2 separate regions of the Sus scrofa genome follow, and region 2 is linked to region 1. Evidence: chromatin contacts called from public HiChIP or PLAC-seq data. All regions are on one chromosome and are shown on one strand. Each heading gives the region's core, a stretch centred on a gene start, on an enhancer-like site or on the middle of the called end of the contact. The rest is flanking DNA. Distances are from core to core; before and after follow the strand shown.

Region 1 (7,176 bases), core at 3,239-5,738:
GACTCAACACTGGAAGCATGTGGTAAGCGTTAAGCAACTGACAATGACCAATCCAAAATTCTGAGAACACGTGAGGATCACTGCCAAATACAAATTTTGGCCGGTGAACCAGGTCCAACCTGACTCAGCAATATATTAAAAAAAAATTTTAGTCCTTTATCCAGTTTATTTTGTTAAGTACAAAATATTCAGGTATTTATTTCCTCCTAGAATACTGATGACATCTTAAGTGACTAAAATTTTAATGAACTATTAATCATTTCTACTACTATTTCAATGAGAACGAGTAGTCTCAAATGGCATTACTTTAAAACTAATGCTTATACTTTAAACTTACTTGCTAAAAACTAGAAGAGGGAGTTCCCATCGTGGCGCATGAGGTTGTGGGTTTGATCCCTGCCCTTGCTCAGTGGGTTAAGGATCTGGTGTTGCCGTGAGCTGTGGTGTAGGTTGCAGACGCGGCTCGGATACCGTATTGCTGTGGCTTTGGCGTAGGCCGGCGGCTACAGCTCTGATTGGACCCCTAGCCTGGGAACCCTCATATGCCGAGGGAACGGCCCAAGAAATAGCAAAAAAAAAAAGAGAGAGACAAAAAAAAAAAAAAAACTAGAATGGCCCTGTGACCACCTAAAAGGCAAAATGATGTAACAGATGCACTAAGGGCACTAAAATGGGACAACTTTTATTGAGTTCAAATTCATACTACCATTTTAGAGTTAAAACTTTGGTTAGGAGTTCCCGTCGTGGCGCAGTGGTTAACGAATCCGACTAGGAACCATGAGGTTGCAGGTTCGGTCCCTGCCCTTGCTCAGTGGGTTAACGGTCTGGCGTTGCCGTGAGCTGTGGTGTAGGTTGCAGACGCGGCTCGGATCCCGCGTTGCTGTGGCTCTGGCGTAGGCCGGTGGCTACAGCTCCGATTCAACCCCTAGCCTGGGAACCTCCATATGCCGCGGGATCGGCCCAAGAAATAGCAACAAGAACAACAACAACAAAAAAGACAAAAAGACAAAAAAAAAAAAAAAAAAAAAAAAAAAAAAACTTTGGTTAAATTCAACACCTAAAAAGCATGCCTATCACAGCCTACCTACCTAAACAGATTAGGATTGAGTAAAGTGTTTTATTAACAAAGGCCCAGTGTTAGCACCTTTCCCTTTATAAATCTAGCCACCCTCATCTTAAAAAAAAAAAAATGTTTTGGCCCTGCCCATGGCATGTGGAAGTTCACTGGCCAGGAATTGTACCCTCGCCACAGCAGCTACCCAAGCTGCTGCAGGGACAATGCTGGATCCTTAACCCACTGTGCCACAAGAGAACTCCCTAAAATTTTGAAAATCTGGAATTGTAACTCTCAATTCATAGGAAAGTATTATTCTTACATTCAAATTATTTTCCAATATTATAAGAAATTGTGGGGAATTCCCGTTGCAGCTCAGTGGAAACGAATCCAACCAGTATCCCTGAGGGTGTGGGTTCAATTCCTGGCCTCGCTCAGTTGGGGATCCAGAGCTGCCGTGAGCTGTGGTGTAGGTCACAGACATGGCTTGGATCCCAAGTTACTGTGGCTGTGGAGTACCGTGCCAGAGTAAGCCAGCAGCTGTAGCCCCAATTTGAGCCCTAGCCTAGGAACCTCCATATGCCACAGGTACAGCCCTAAAAAGCAAAAAAAAAAAAAAAAGAACAAAGAAAAGAAACTGTGTGCTACAGGTTAGAAGAGCAACACCCTGTTTTCTTCTTTCTCTAAAGGCGCTTTCCAATAAGAAATCAGATTCTGGAAAAGCAAGAGACTTTCACTTATCTTCCTGATCCAGAGGCAGATTCCCATGCTGTGTGGGAAACTAAATCCAGCTGATTGCTAAGCTTCAACTCAAGGTTTTCCTGATTCTAAGAGGAAGCTTATTTAATGTGTACTTTAAGGTACTGCACCCTACATTTTGCATTTCCTGAGAAAGACTGCCTGAAGAAAATTACCTGACTAATGATGAACTGATGGTGGTTTTGGTTTGAGTTATTCGGAGGGAGGAGGGGCGGGATTTACACTTAAAATCATTTACATGAGTTCCAGCTGTGGTGAGGCAGGTTAAGGATTGCCATAGTTGAAGCTCTGTTTCTATCCCTGGCCTGGGAACTTCCACATGCCTTGGGTGTGGCCAAAAAAAAAAAAAAAATCTGCAGGTGAAAAGCCAGCAAAACATTCAACAATACAATTAAAGAACAGGAAAAAAAATGTATAATACTGACATCTACACTCTGAGGTAATGAAAATAATATCTGTAATACTGAAAAAACTCGGAGAGAATTTCAGGCACTGAATTAAACTTCAGGAACCTTCTTTTTGCCTAACCTGGCACATGCAGAAGTTCCCAGGCCAGGGACTGAACCCAAACCATAGTAGGGACCCTGAACCCAAGCCACTACAGTGACAACGTCAGATCCTTAACCCACTGCACCACAGGAGAACTCCAGGAATTTTCATTTTAAGTATGTTACCACAGTCAAGACATCAAAGAAAAGTCACACAAGATAAAGTGACATTTGCCAGTCTAAGAAGTGGGAACTAACAACTATTGATGAGAACTGTTCACAGACCTAATATTATCATATTAGGATACTGTTATTGTCTTCCTCAAAATCTAAAAGAACAATAAAATCTTTCAGTTATAAAGTATGTCATGATGAAATCAGTCAAATACTAAACAAAAGAAAAATTCAGGAGTTCCCATCGTGGCACAGCGGAAACAAATCCAACTAGGAACCATGAGGTTGTGAGTTCCATCCCTGGCCTCAATCAGTGGGTTAAGGATCCGGTGTTGCTGTGAGCTGTGGTGTAGGTTGCGGACGCGGCGCGGATCCTATGTTGCTGTGGTGCAGGCTGGTGGTTATGGCTCCAATTGGAACCCTAGCCTGGGAACCACCATATGCTGTGGGTGCGGCCCTAAAAAGACAAAAAACAAAAAAAAAATTCAGAAAGTTCTAAACATTCACATAATTTTCTTCCTTAGTCTTTCTTTGCAAAAAACACTTTTCCTTCCAATGAGGCCATAGCAAGTTAATAATTTATTTGCTATGCAATGATAGATTTTCACTAGAGAAACATTAATTTTCCCATTTCCATAATTATAATGTCTTATTAATGCAATACACAATAGGCATTGAATAAGTGTTGAATAAATAACAGAAAGAATGAACAGGATGGATTAGGAAAATTTAACTTAAAAAATTCCACTTTAAAAAGTAGGCTAATACAATGTAATTTTTCTAGACTTTAGATAGTTAACATTTTTTCACAAAATAATAGAAACTTTCAGTTTAACTAGGTTGGGACATTAACTAGAAAGAGCTGGCTATCACTAAAAACTAAGTGCCCTGTTTTTCACATCATCAAATGTAACAAAATTCTAAAGAGAAACATCCATCATATCTATCGAAATTCTCAAATTCTAATAATCAGAACTGAGGAAAAAAGAGAAAGCACTAGTAAATCGAGTTAGAATATATTTAATAGGTCACTAAATTACCAAACCTGGTTTTACAACACTCGTGGTGTCTAAAAACTCTCAAAATTTCATTTCAGCTTAATATAAAATGTATTATGCCCAGTCATACATTTAAGAAGCTCGTCTGGAAACAAGAACATGTGGCTATAACACAAAGGTCAGAGATCACTGATAGAGAACAAATAAATGAACTATAACTTGATGTTCCCCACGAAAGATTTGGGGCTGTTTGTGAACCCCAGGTATAGATAAGTCTCCACCCAAGAAACAAACAAAAGAAGCAAGGTTAACATACCCGGAGAAGACCAGACAATGTCAAAGATACCCCCAAAGATCATGCACTCCGGGTCTGGTCTCTCTTTCTCCCAAATCTCACCGCCTCGAGGAGAACTAAATCTGCATTTCACGTCCCCAGTTTACTCTCAACTTCCTATCACTCACCTTTACTAACACCTGGGTCCCTCGCATCAACATCCTCTAATTCCCACGGAGCGCTCTCACTCTACCGCGACTATTTTCCAGGAGGGTATTAGTCCCCTTAATCCGAATTCATTTATTTTCCCGCAACCCATCTGCCCTCCGCCCTTTCAACTCTGGTCCCCTCACTTCGACCCTTCTCCCAGAATCCTCCCCAAGTCACCCATCTCCGTCCCCTTCGCCCTCACACCCCCCTGGGCTGCAGCTCCTTTCATTCCTCTCAGCCTCCGGCTTCTTCCCTGTCCCTCCCCCATCCGTCTCCCAGTACCGGCTTCCTCCCCCAACTCCGCCCCTCTCCCCCTCCCCCAGCGGGAGGCCCCCTCACCTGAACGCCGCCGCCTCTGCCGTCCCAGAAGCCGAAAGGTGCTGCCGCCGACCGGCCTCCCAGGCTCGGTCCCCGCTGAGCTCCTGACGGCTCCTAGGGAGAGCGAACGCCACCACCTCCAACTCTGGCCGCCCCAGGCCAGGCCGTCACCGTAGCCTCCGCCAGTACCACAGCCGCCATGTTGAAGTCCCGCTTCCCTCCTCCTTCCTCTCACGGCTCCGCCCCTTTCGGCGTCTGATGTCATGGCGCCGCGCTCCACCCCTCGAGCCAATGGGAGGAGTCGTCGGTAAAGTGACTAATCTCTCCTAGGGCTGAACAACTCCTGTCTGGAGCGTTTCGAAGGAATGAGTGAACCCTGCTGACCAGAAAGGAGGGAGGAAAGGGGATGGGTCTCTGAGAGGGTAACGCGTCAGGGTTAAAGAAGTTGCCCAGGCGGGAAGCCGCGACCCATCAATCTCCAAGGGACGCACAAAGGTTTACCAAGGAGATGTATTTGGGAATAAGGATGTCTGGCATCTGGCCCCGGGTCATTGACTTGGTGCAAAGTACTATGATACTTTCTGGGCCTCACTTTTCCTGTTTACAACCGAATGAGTTGAAAGGTGACCTCTAAATCTCCCTCCAGTTCTGACTTTCAAAGGAATTTAAACCAGGTAATCCAATCCCAAATGTTTACTTCCTTCTGCGCTTATTGGAGTTCTGGAATCAAGTGCATGGAGGTTCATAACTGAGTAAGATAAATCTTTGTTCCCAAAAGTTCCTAATTGGTGGAAGATAAAGAAGCATAAACAGTTAACTCTAGAAAAAGTCAGAGTATAATGGATTCAATTGCTCTGGAAAATCGACTTTTGGGAGTTCCCTGGTTCCCTAGTGGTTAAGATCCAAGCCTTGTCCCTGCTGTGGTTCAGGTCACCCCTGTGACAGAGTTAGATCCCTGGCGACAGAACTTCTGAATGCCATAGACCCAGCCTCCACCACAAAAAAAATTTACTTTTTAGTAAAGGATTAAGAAAGATTTACATCTCTACAGTTTTTTGTTGTCTTTTTGCCATTTCTTGGGCTGCTCCCTCGGCATATGGAGGTTCCCAGGCTAGGGGTCCAATTGGAGCTGTAGCCGCCAGCCCACGCCAGAGCCATAGCAACTCGGATCCGAGCCGCGTCTGCAACCTACACCACAGCTCATGGCAACGCCAGATCCTTAACCCACTGAGCAAGGCCGGGGATCAAACCTGCAACCTCATGGTTCCTAGTCGGATTCGTTAACCACTGAGCCACGACGGGAACTCCTCTACAGTTTTTTAGTGAAGTAGTAAAGTATGTGTACAGTCTCATATCCAATTCTTCAGCCCTGTTTTCTCTCCAGAACTCCAGAGAAGATAATTGTAACTTGAAAAGTGCAGTAGTTTGTTGTTGTTTTTTTTTTTTAATGGCCGCACCTGCAGCATAGGTACGTTCCCCAGGCCAGGGATTGAATCCCAGCCACACCTGTAACCTCTGCCACAGCTGAGGCAACTCAGGATCCTTAACCCACTGCACCAGGCTAGGGATCTAACTTGGACCTTCACAGCAACCCAAGCTGCTGCAGTCAGGTTCTTAAGCCACTGTGCCACAGCAGAAACTCCCAAGAGTGGGGGGGTGGGGGGATGTGCCTGGGCTGTGGGATGGAAATCCTGTGAAATCAGATTGTTATGATCATTATACAACTACAGATGTGATAAATTCATTTGAGTAATAAAAAAAATGGAAAAAAAAAAAAAACTCCCAAGAGTGTCATAGTTTTAAATCACAGTGAGAGAAGACAGATAGTCCAGAAGGCGGGCATTGAAGTGAGCAGAGAAGAGGAAATCATGTATTTTGGATCACTTGCCTACTTTACTCAACAGATAATGGGCAGCCACAAAGGTCTGTGGAGAGAACAGTGAACTGAGCAAGTCTCTTCATCAGAAGAACTAAAATGAATTGGAGACTACATGGTAGATTTCTGCATTGAGTAAAAGACTTACATCTGAACTAGAGACACTAGGAGATGAAGCTGGTATAAGATTTAGGAAATCAACTCAAGATTTAGAGACCTGCTATATGGGAGGAGAAACCATGAAGAAGAAAGAGCCAAGTGGGTTTCTCTTGTGGCACAGCAAGTTAAGGAACCCATTTTGTCACTGCAGCATCTCAGGTCACTATTGTGGTTCCAGTTCAGTCCCTGGCCCTGGGAACTTCCACAACCCATGGACGCAGCCAAAACTAAAAAAAAAAAAAAAAAAAAAAAAAAAAAAAAAACTTTTAAAAAAGAGCCAGGAGTTCCTGCTATGGCACAATGGGTTAAAAATCCTGCTGCAGGAGTTCCCGTCGTGGCGCAGTGATTAACGAATCCGACTAGGAACCATGAGGTTGCGGGTTCGGTCCCTGCCCTTGCTCAGTGGGTTAACGATCCAGCGTTGCCGTGAGCTGTGGTGTAGGTTGCAGACGCGGCTCGGATCCCGCGTTGCTGTGGCTCTGGCGTAGGCCGGTGGCTACAGCTCCGATTCAACCCCTAGCCTGGGAACCTCCATATGCCGCGGGAGCAGCCCAAGAAATAGCAGAGAAGAGGAAATCATGTATTCTGGACCACTTGCCTACTTTACAACAACAAAGGACAAAAGACAAAAAAAAAAAAAAAAAAAAATCCTGCTGCAGCAGCTCAAGTTGCTGGAGAGGCACAAGAGTTCAATCCCCAGCCCAGGAAAGTCCATATGCTGTGGATGCAGCCATAAAAGAAAAAAAGGGGAGTCCCCATCATGGCACAGCAGAAACAAATCCAACTAGTAGCCATGAGAATGCAGATTCGATCCCTAGCCTGCAGCTCCAATTTGACCCTTAGCCTGGGAATTTACATTTGCCATG
Region 2 (7,176 bases), core at 2,521-5,020, 48 kb after region 1:
ATTTATTTATTTTTCCCTTTATTCTGCTGCACCTTCAGCATATGGAAATTACCAGGCTAAGGGCTGAGTTTCTTTATATTGAGGTATACTTACATAAGCTGCACAAATCTTTTTTTTTTTTCCACTGTATCTGTGGCATGTGAAAGTTCCCAGGCCAGGGATCTAACTCAAGCTACAGCAGCGACCCAAGCCACTTCAGTGACAACTGAGAGATCCTTAACCCACTGTGCCACAAGAGAGCTCCTAAACTGCACAAATTTTAAATGTACACTTGACAAAATTTTACACATGCATACACTAGTATAATCACAAGAGGGAGTTCCCGTTGTGGCTCAGCAGTTAACGAACCCAACTAGCATGAGGACTCGGGTTCGATCCCTGTACTCACTCAGTGGGTTAAGGATCTGATGTTGCTGTGAGCTGTGGCTCAGATCCCAAGTTGCTGTGGCTCTGGCGTAGGCCAGCACCTGTAGCTCTGATTCAACCCCTAGCCTGGGAACCTCCATATGCTACAGGTGTGGCCCTTAAAGACACACACACACACATCACCACAAGATCAAGCTATGGAAATTGCCTGCACGGCAGAAGCCTCCTTGGGTTCTCTTCCCAGCTAGTAACCACAAAGAATAATGACTATTCTGACTTCTATTACTGTAATATTGTGATATAATAAGAAATATATATATAGTTAGTTAGTCTTTATCCCTGGTGCATGGCACAAGAGCACCTAAAACTCTTGTAATTCATAAGCGATAATGCTAAGAGGAGCAGCTTTTGCTATTCATAACTCCCTTTTGGTATTTGAAATTATGTTAATGGGATGACTCAAGATGGGCCCCTAGATATATTTAGGATGGAGGCTAGTTGCCAGAGGAACAAACCTTTCATTATAGCTTTGGAATTTTCATTCTTTTTTTTCTCTTATTATGGCTGTACTTTCGGCAATTAGAAGTTCTGCCTAGGGGTTTTATCAGAGCTGCAGCTGTTGGCCTACACCACAGCCAGAGCAATGCCAGATCCAAGCCATATCTTCGACCTATGCCACAGCTCATGGCAATGCCAGATCCTTAACCCACTGAGCAAGGCCACAGATCGAACCCACATCCTCATGGATATTAGTCTGGTTCTTAATCTTCTGAGCCACAACAGGAACTCCAAGAGCATTGGAACTTTCAGCACCACCTTCCCAATGTCTAGGAAAGGGAGAGGGACAGGGAATTAATTACCAATGGCTAACGATTTAATCAATCATGTCTACGCAATAGAACCTCCATGTAAACCCTCAACTATAAGGTTTGGAGAGCTCCAAGTTGGTGAACATATCCACATGCCATGGGGGTGGCACACACCAAACTTTCTGGGGACAGAAGTTCCTGTGCTCAGGACCCTTACAGATCTCATCCTATGAAACTTTTCATCTAGCTGTTTATGTGTGTCCTTTACAATATCTTTTATAATAAACCAGTAATAGTTTTTATTTCCAAGTTCAGCGAGCCATTATAGTAAATTATCGAGCCTGATAAATTCATGGAAATCCTGAGTTTATCTTTTTTAATATTGATTGCCATTTGAACTATTTCCAATTTAGGCCTACTTTGAATAAAGTTGCTATGAATATTCTTGTAAATGACTTTTGGTGGACATAAACATTCATTTCTTTTGGGTTTACAAAGTAGAGCCGCTTGGAGTTCCCATCATGGCTCAGTGGTTAACGAATCCGACTAGGAACCATGAGGTTGTGGGTTTGATTCCTGGCCTTGCTCAGTGGGTTAAGGATCCGGCGTTGCTGTGAGCTGTGGTGTGGGTCGCAGATGCGGCTCGGATTCCACATTGCTGTGGCTCTGGTGTAGGCCGGCGGCTACAGCTCCGATTTGACCCCTAGCCTGGGAACCTCCATATGCTGTGGGAGCAGCCCAAGAAATCGCAAAACAAAACAAAACAAAACAAAAAAACAAAGTAGAGCTGCTTGATGATAGGGTACATGTATTTAGCTTTGGTAGGTACTGCCACAGATTTTTTCCAAATTGTTTGTGCCAATTTACACACCCACTCGAGAGTTCTAATCATTCTACTTTCTCACCAATTCTTGGTATTATCAGTCTTTTAAAAGCAATTATAAACTTTTAAACTTCCAAATAAATCTTCATTCTATTTTGTTCCCACAGAAATGGTGAGCTCTGCATTCAGGGATAGTTCCTGGGATGTCAAAATGAAGTGCACCAAGCTTGAGGATAAGCCTAAGACCTCTGACATGAACAGAGACCAAGATTCAAATGCAGCCAAGCATTAGCTTAGAGATTCTCAAAGGAATTCCAGACTCTTGGCCAATGGGCTCCTGGGTCATCCAGAGCATTGTGAGGCAAGACAGAACTGGAACAACTGGCTCAAAAAAGGAAAGCTGACCCACTGCTGACCCACTTGGGTGTATGTCTCTGAAGAGATAGTCCTGACTAAGTAAGATGGGGCTGCCTTTCCCGAGGTGGCATTAGGGATTAGCTGCAGTGCTGACTTGGGATGGCGGAAGACACTGTCTCAATCTGGTTTTTGGTTCGGCTTGGAAAACAAATCCAAATCTCCTTGTAGGCAGAACTTCAGATGGGCCAACAGAGCTCCCTGCAGGTATGAGGCCTGAAGCCTGAAGGGATGGATGAGCAGGTAACTGGGCACTAAAGCCTGAGGCCAGTCAGCCCCAAGCCAAGCAAGAGCTTCCTGCTTCCTCAAAGGATTTCTTTATCTGAGCAAAGTGGGGGCTGGCACTCAAATCCCTACACAATCTTCTGAAAACGGAGGCAAGGGTGATTCTGAAGGAAGAGCGCTTGTCCGGTGACCAATGCCAGCTTTAACTATACTGACAGGTCAAACGCCACTCTTCTCGGTGGTTTAGAATTTCACCCAATCTGCCCTGATGGAGACGCAACTTGGGCCCCAAGAGAGAAGCAGGGAGTGGCAGACAGACCTCTGTTCCAGTCCTTAGCTTAGAACTGCATGGGAGACTAAGAAATATAAATCACGGAGGGAGGCCTATTTCGTAGAGCACAAAAGACAGTGCGGCCAGGAGGTAGTGGGACGCTAAAGGGCAGTGAGGTCCCACGCAGCAGCTAAGGGAGAGGTGACTGGAAGGCTGTTGCGGTTAGTACAGCGACGGGGGGGGGGGGGGGGGGCAGCCGAGGGAGGGAGAAGACCGGGTGGAAAATGAAGCCCAAGAGCACCCCAGGAGTTGGGGAGAGGGCAGCCAGAGGCCCCTGGGATGGTGTTGGTGGGGGAACCCGGGCAGGGCCGGACAAGTTCTCTACAGTGTGAAAGTCTGAACAAACTGCTGTGGATTTCGAGCCGGACTCCACCTTGCGGGGTCGAGAGTGGGTGTGGCGGGAGAGGGTAGTTATGCCTCTTCCCGAAGTGTCCAATCCTTGGAGCCAGGGCTCGGTTTAATAGAGTTCGGGGAAACGTGCAGCCTTCAAAAGGAGATAACCAGAAGCGACTGCGGGGTAAAGGCGTGTTAGGAGGGATTCCTTCTCCGAGCGAGGTGCCTGCGCTGGGCAAGCGGGCGCGCAGGGCGGTGAAGTCGGCGGGTAGAACCTAAATTCCTTTACCCGCAAGTCGCACATCTCCAGCGGTCGTCAGACGGCGGTTGAAAAATGTCCGGAGCGCGGCGCGGGGGGCGGGGAGGGTGGGGTTAAGCAACAGCCACAAACTCTACTGCGAACCCCAAACCCCGCCCCCTAGTCCCGACCGCGTCTCCTAGACGACGTGCTGCCAAGTGCGGCTGCGCGAGGGTGACGGAGCGCGGGCGAAGGGGAGGGGTGTTTTGGTTCCAGCCGCTCGCCGTCCTTTCCAGACTCCGTCGTCGTAAAGCTTCGGGTTCCTGCCTCCCCTTCCCCTTTCCCTTCCCTTTCCCGGCCCCAGTCCTCCTTCCCTCCTTCCCTTCTGCTTACCTTCCTTATTTTCTACTGCCGCCCGGGGTCCGGGTCATTTTCCGGGCCGAGCGCGCTAAGGTGCGCGGCCCCGGGGCCCAGTATATGACCCGCCTTCTTGCTCCCCCACGCTTCCCCCGCCCCATGTGGCTGCGGGGCCGCCGCGGCGCTGCCCACTATGGCCCGGAAAGCAGTTAGCAGGAAGCGGAAAGCGCCCGCCTCGCCGGGAGCTGGGAGCGACGCTCAGGGCCCACAGGTGAGGGCTGAGAAGTGGGAGCCGGGTGATTAGACCGAGACACCTAGGGAATAGGGTTCGCAGATGAGGAAACCTTAACGGGGTCCAAGATCTATAGTCGGGGGTTTGGAGGGGGGGAGCTGGAGGTGGAGGGGAAGAGCAGAACCTCGGTCTGTAGAATCAGGGATGGGCCCTTAGGAGTTCACTGGAAAGCAGAAAGACCGCAGGGCTGAGGAGCTAAAGGGGAACATGAGAATGAGGTATATTCCAGGGAGGCCTGCAGCCGGGAGTGGGGTTTGGGGAGAAGCAATCTGGGTTTAAAGGAAGGGGATCAAAAGGAATCGAAGGAAGGGAACAAAACCTCCCACAAATACGTGAAGGGAAAGTTAAGCCCCCCTTCCAGTGGCCGGGGGAAGCGGAGATGATTGCGTATCTCATATAGGAATGAGCCTCCCTAAGGATCCTCAAGCCCTGAGCTGGGTCTTTTGGTACTTGGACGCCTAGGAGAGACAGCAGTTTTCAGGTATCACTCCTATCCAGCTCTCTTTGGCAGGGAAGACCTTGGTGGTGGTATTCAGACTCAGATTTCCCATGCCTGCCACCCCTTTGGTGTTTAATTTTTCAAATTTTTCAACTGTCTGGAGCATGGACCTGGTGACAGGAAGGTGGCCATTGCCTGAAAGACCTGGGATCCTAGTCAGGCTCCTTGGGCTGCACCTTCTATGCTCTGCAGGGAGTGCAGGCCGAGACAGAGAAGGGGGCCATTAGAGATGTAGTCCAGGTCTGTCTCTGCCCTTTATTCCCTCCCCTATCAAAAGTACTCAGGTACTTTTAGATACCTGAATCCTTCACTTCTAAGAAGACTTAGTTTTCTTTTGTCCTTTTTTCTGCTTTCATGTCCTTGTCTTTCAGCCCTTGTTTCCTGTAGGTAGGTTTGACTATGAGCAGCATCTTTTCAATGTTGGGAGAGTTAAACTGGACTTTAGATTGACTTTGCTGTCTTTTGTTTTGTATTGTATTTTTTTTTTTTTGGTCTTTTTTTTTTTTGCCATTTCTTGGGCTGCTCCCGTGGCATATGGAGGTTCCCAGGCTAGGGGCCGAATCGGAGCTGTAGCCAGCCTACACCAGAGCCACAGCAACGCCAGATCGTTAACCCACTGAGCAAGGCCAGGTATTGAACCCGAAACCTCATAGTTCCTAGTCGGATTCATTAACCACTGCACCACAATGGGAACTCCTAGTATTGTGTTTCTGTTGTATGTAAATCCTGCAGAAAGAATTTTTGTTGAGTTCCTTAATACAGTAGGATCTCTCCATCTGACAAAGGTAGCAAAAGCCTTGATTTTTAATTTTGCTTTCCACAGTTTGGCTGGGATCATTCACTGCACAAAAGGAAAAGACTCCCCCCAGTGAAGAGATCCTTAGTGTACTACCTGAAGAACCGAGAAGTCAGGCTACAGAATGAAACCAACTACTCTCGAGTGTTGCATGGTTATGCAGCACAGCAACTTCCCAGTCTCCTGAAGGAAAGAGAGTTTCACCTTGGGACCCTCAATAAAGTGTTTGCATCTCAGTGGCTAAATCATAGGCAAGTGGTGTGTGGCACAAAATGCAACACGGTAAGTGTCTGGGATGGGTTAAGTGTCTCTTAGTCCTGGATATGTGGCTCCACATGCTCTAGGATCACTCACTGCTGGTTTTCCCCATTAGTTCTTTTGGGAGGACATTGCCTTATTCTCCTCTCCATTCACTCCTATCTGTTCATGACTTTTTCTCTTTTTTTATTTGTTTTCTTACTTCCATACCTCATTTCTGATAAATCTTCAGAGGAGTCTATTTCTTTAGGTCTCTTGCCATGTAGGTATGCCACTGCTTCTAGATTTTCTTCTTCTTTGTTTTTTAAGTCAGAGGCCTAGGAGGAAAGACAGGAAAGAATGATGATCAGGGCATCATTCAGGATATAGGATATATGTTTTGCTCTGCCATCTTTTTTTAAAGGCTGAACCCGTGGCATATGGAAGTTCCTAGGCTAGGGGCTGAATTGGAGCTGCAGCTGCAGGCCTACACCACAGTTCATGGCAATGCCAGATCCTTAACCCACTGAACGAGGCCAGGGATCAAACCCTTGTCTTCATGGATACCAGTTGGATTCATTTCTGCTGCACCACAGTGAGAACTCCAGGATACAGGACAGTAAAAACCTAGGTGTTGTCTGCTAGCCTAAGGGCATATGTAGAAGTATTTTATTTATTTATTTTTTTTGCCATTTCTTGGGCCGCTCCCGTGGCATATGGAGGTTCCCAGGCTAGGGGTCGAATCGGAGCTGTAGCTGCCAGCCTACACCAGAGCCACAGCAACTCGGGATCCGAGCCGCCTCTGCAACCTACACCACAGCTCACAGCAACGCTGGATCGTTAACCCACTGAGCAAGGGCAGGGATCGAACCCGCCACCTCATGGTTCCTAGTCGGATTCGTTAACCACTGTGCCACAATGGGAACTCCAGAAGTATTTTAAATTGCACTTGACTGAAGGTAGGAATAAGACAAATATTCTTTTAGGAGGTAGAATCTAAAAATGTATTTCCCATGGGAAAGGGAAGGCAGGTATGTTTAGTGGTATGTTTTAGGATGTCAGTGTTTGACCTTTGCAAAGTAGCGTTCTGAAAAGGAGTAAAAAGAGAGAAAAATTGAACATGCCGTGAGTGGAGTATTTTTACATAGAATGACTTAGAAGACAGTTATAAGTGAATGAAGGGGACATTTCATCAGTAAATTTAACCAGGGCATTTACAAGCCTGGATAAAATAAGTCAATCCATAATTGATGTTGTGGATATGATTGTAACAAAAGAGCACAAATAGCACAATTGCAGAGTTCCTATCATGGCTTAGCGGTCAACAAACCAGACTGGGATCCATGAGGATGCCGGTGTGATCCCTGACCTCGATCAGTGGGTTAAGGACCTGGCACTGCCATGAGCTATAGCTCAGGTGGCAGACACAGCTCGGATCCCACGCTGCTGTGGCTGT

Evidence for each region. HiChIP or PLAC-seq counts read pairs in DNA pulled down with a chosen protein or histone mark.
Region 2: a contact with region 1 is called in an H3K27ac HiChIP or PLAC-seq map of alveolar macrophages. The contact joins the promoter of DCAF12 here to the promoter of UBAP1 in region 1. A contact is called at or near these places in 1 of 5 promoter capture datasets (liver), 14 of 47 Hi-C or Micro-C datasets (alveolar macrophages, blood, embryonic fibroblasts and 6 more) and 2 of 2 datasets of contacts at active chromatin or transcription factors (alveolar macrophages and skeletal muscle).

Annotation. Positions count from the first base shown.
Region 1 is chr10:32,621,546-32,628,721 of Sscrofa11.1, forward strand. UBAP1 (ubiquitin associated protein 1) reads right to left here and starts at 4,489. Exons shown (of 8, transcript NM_001267841.1): 1 at 4,297-4,489.
Region 2 is chr10:32,670,212-32,677,387 of Sscrofa11.1, forward strand. It overlaps DCAF12 (DDB1- and CUL4-associated factor 12), which reads left to right and starts at 3,771. Exons shown (of 9, transcript XM_021064687.1): 1 at 3,771-4,167; 2 at 5,511-5,765. The coding sequence starts at 4,090.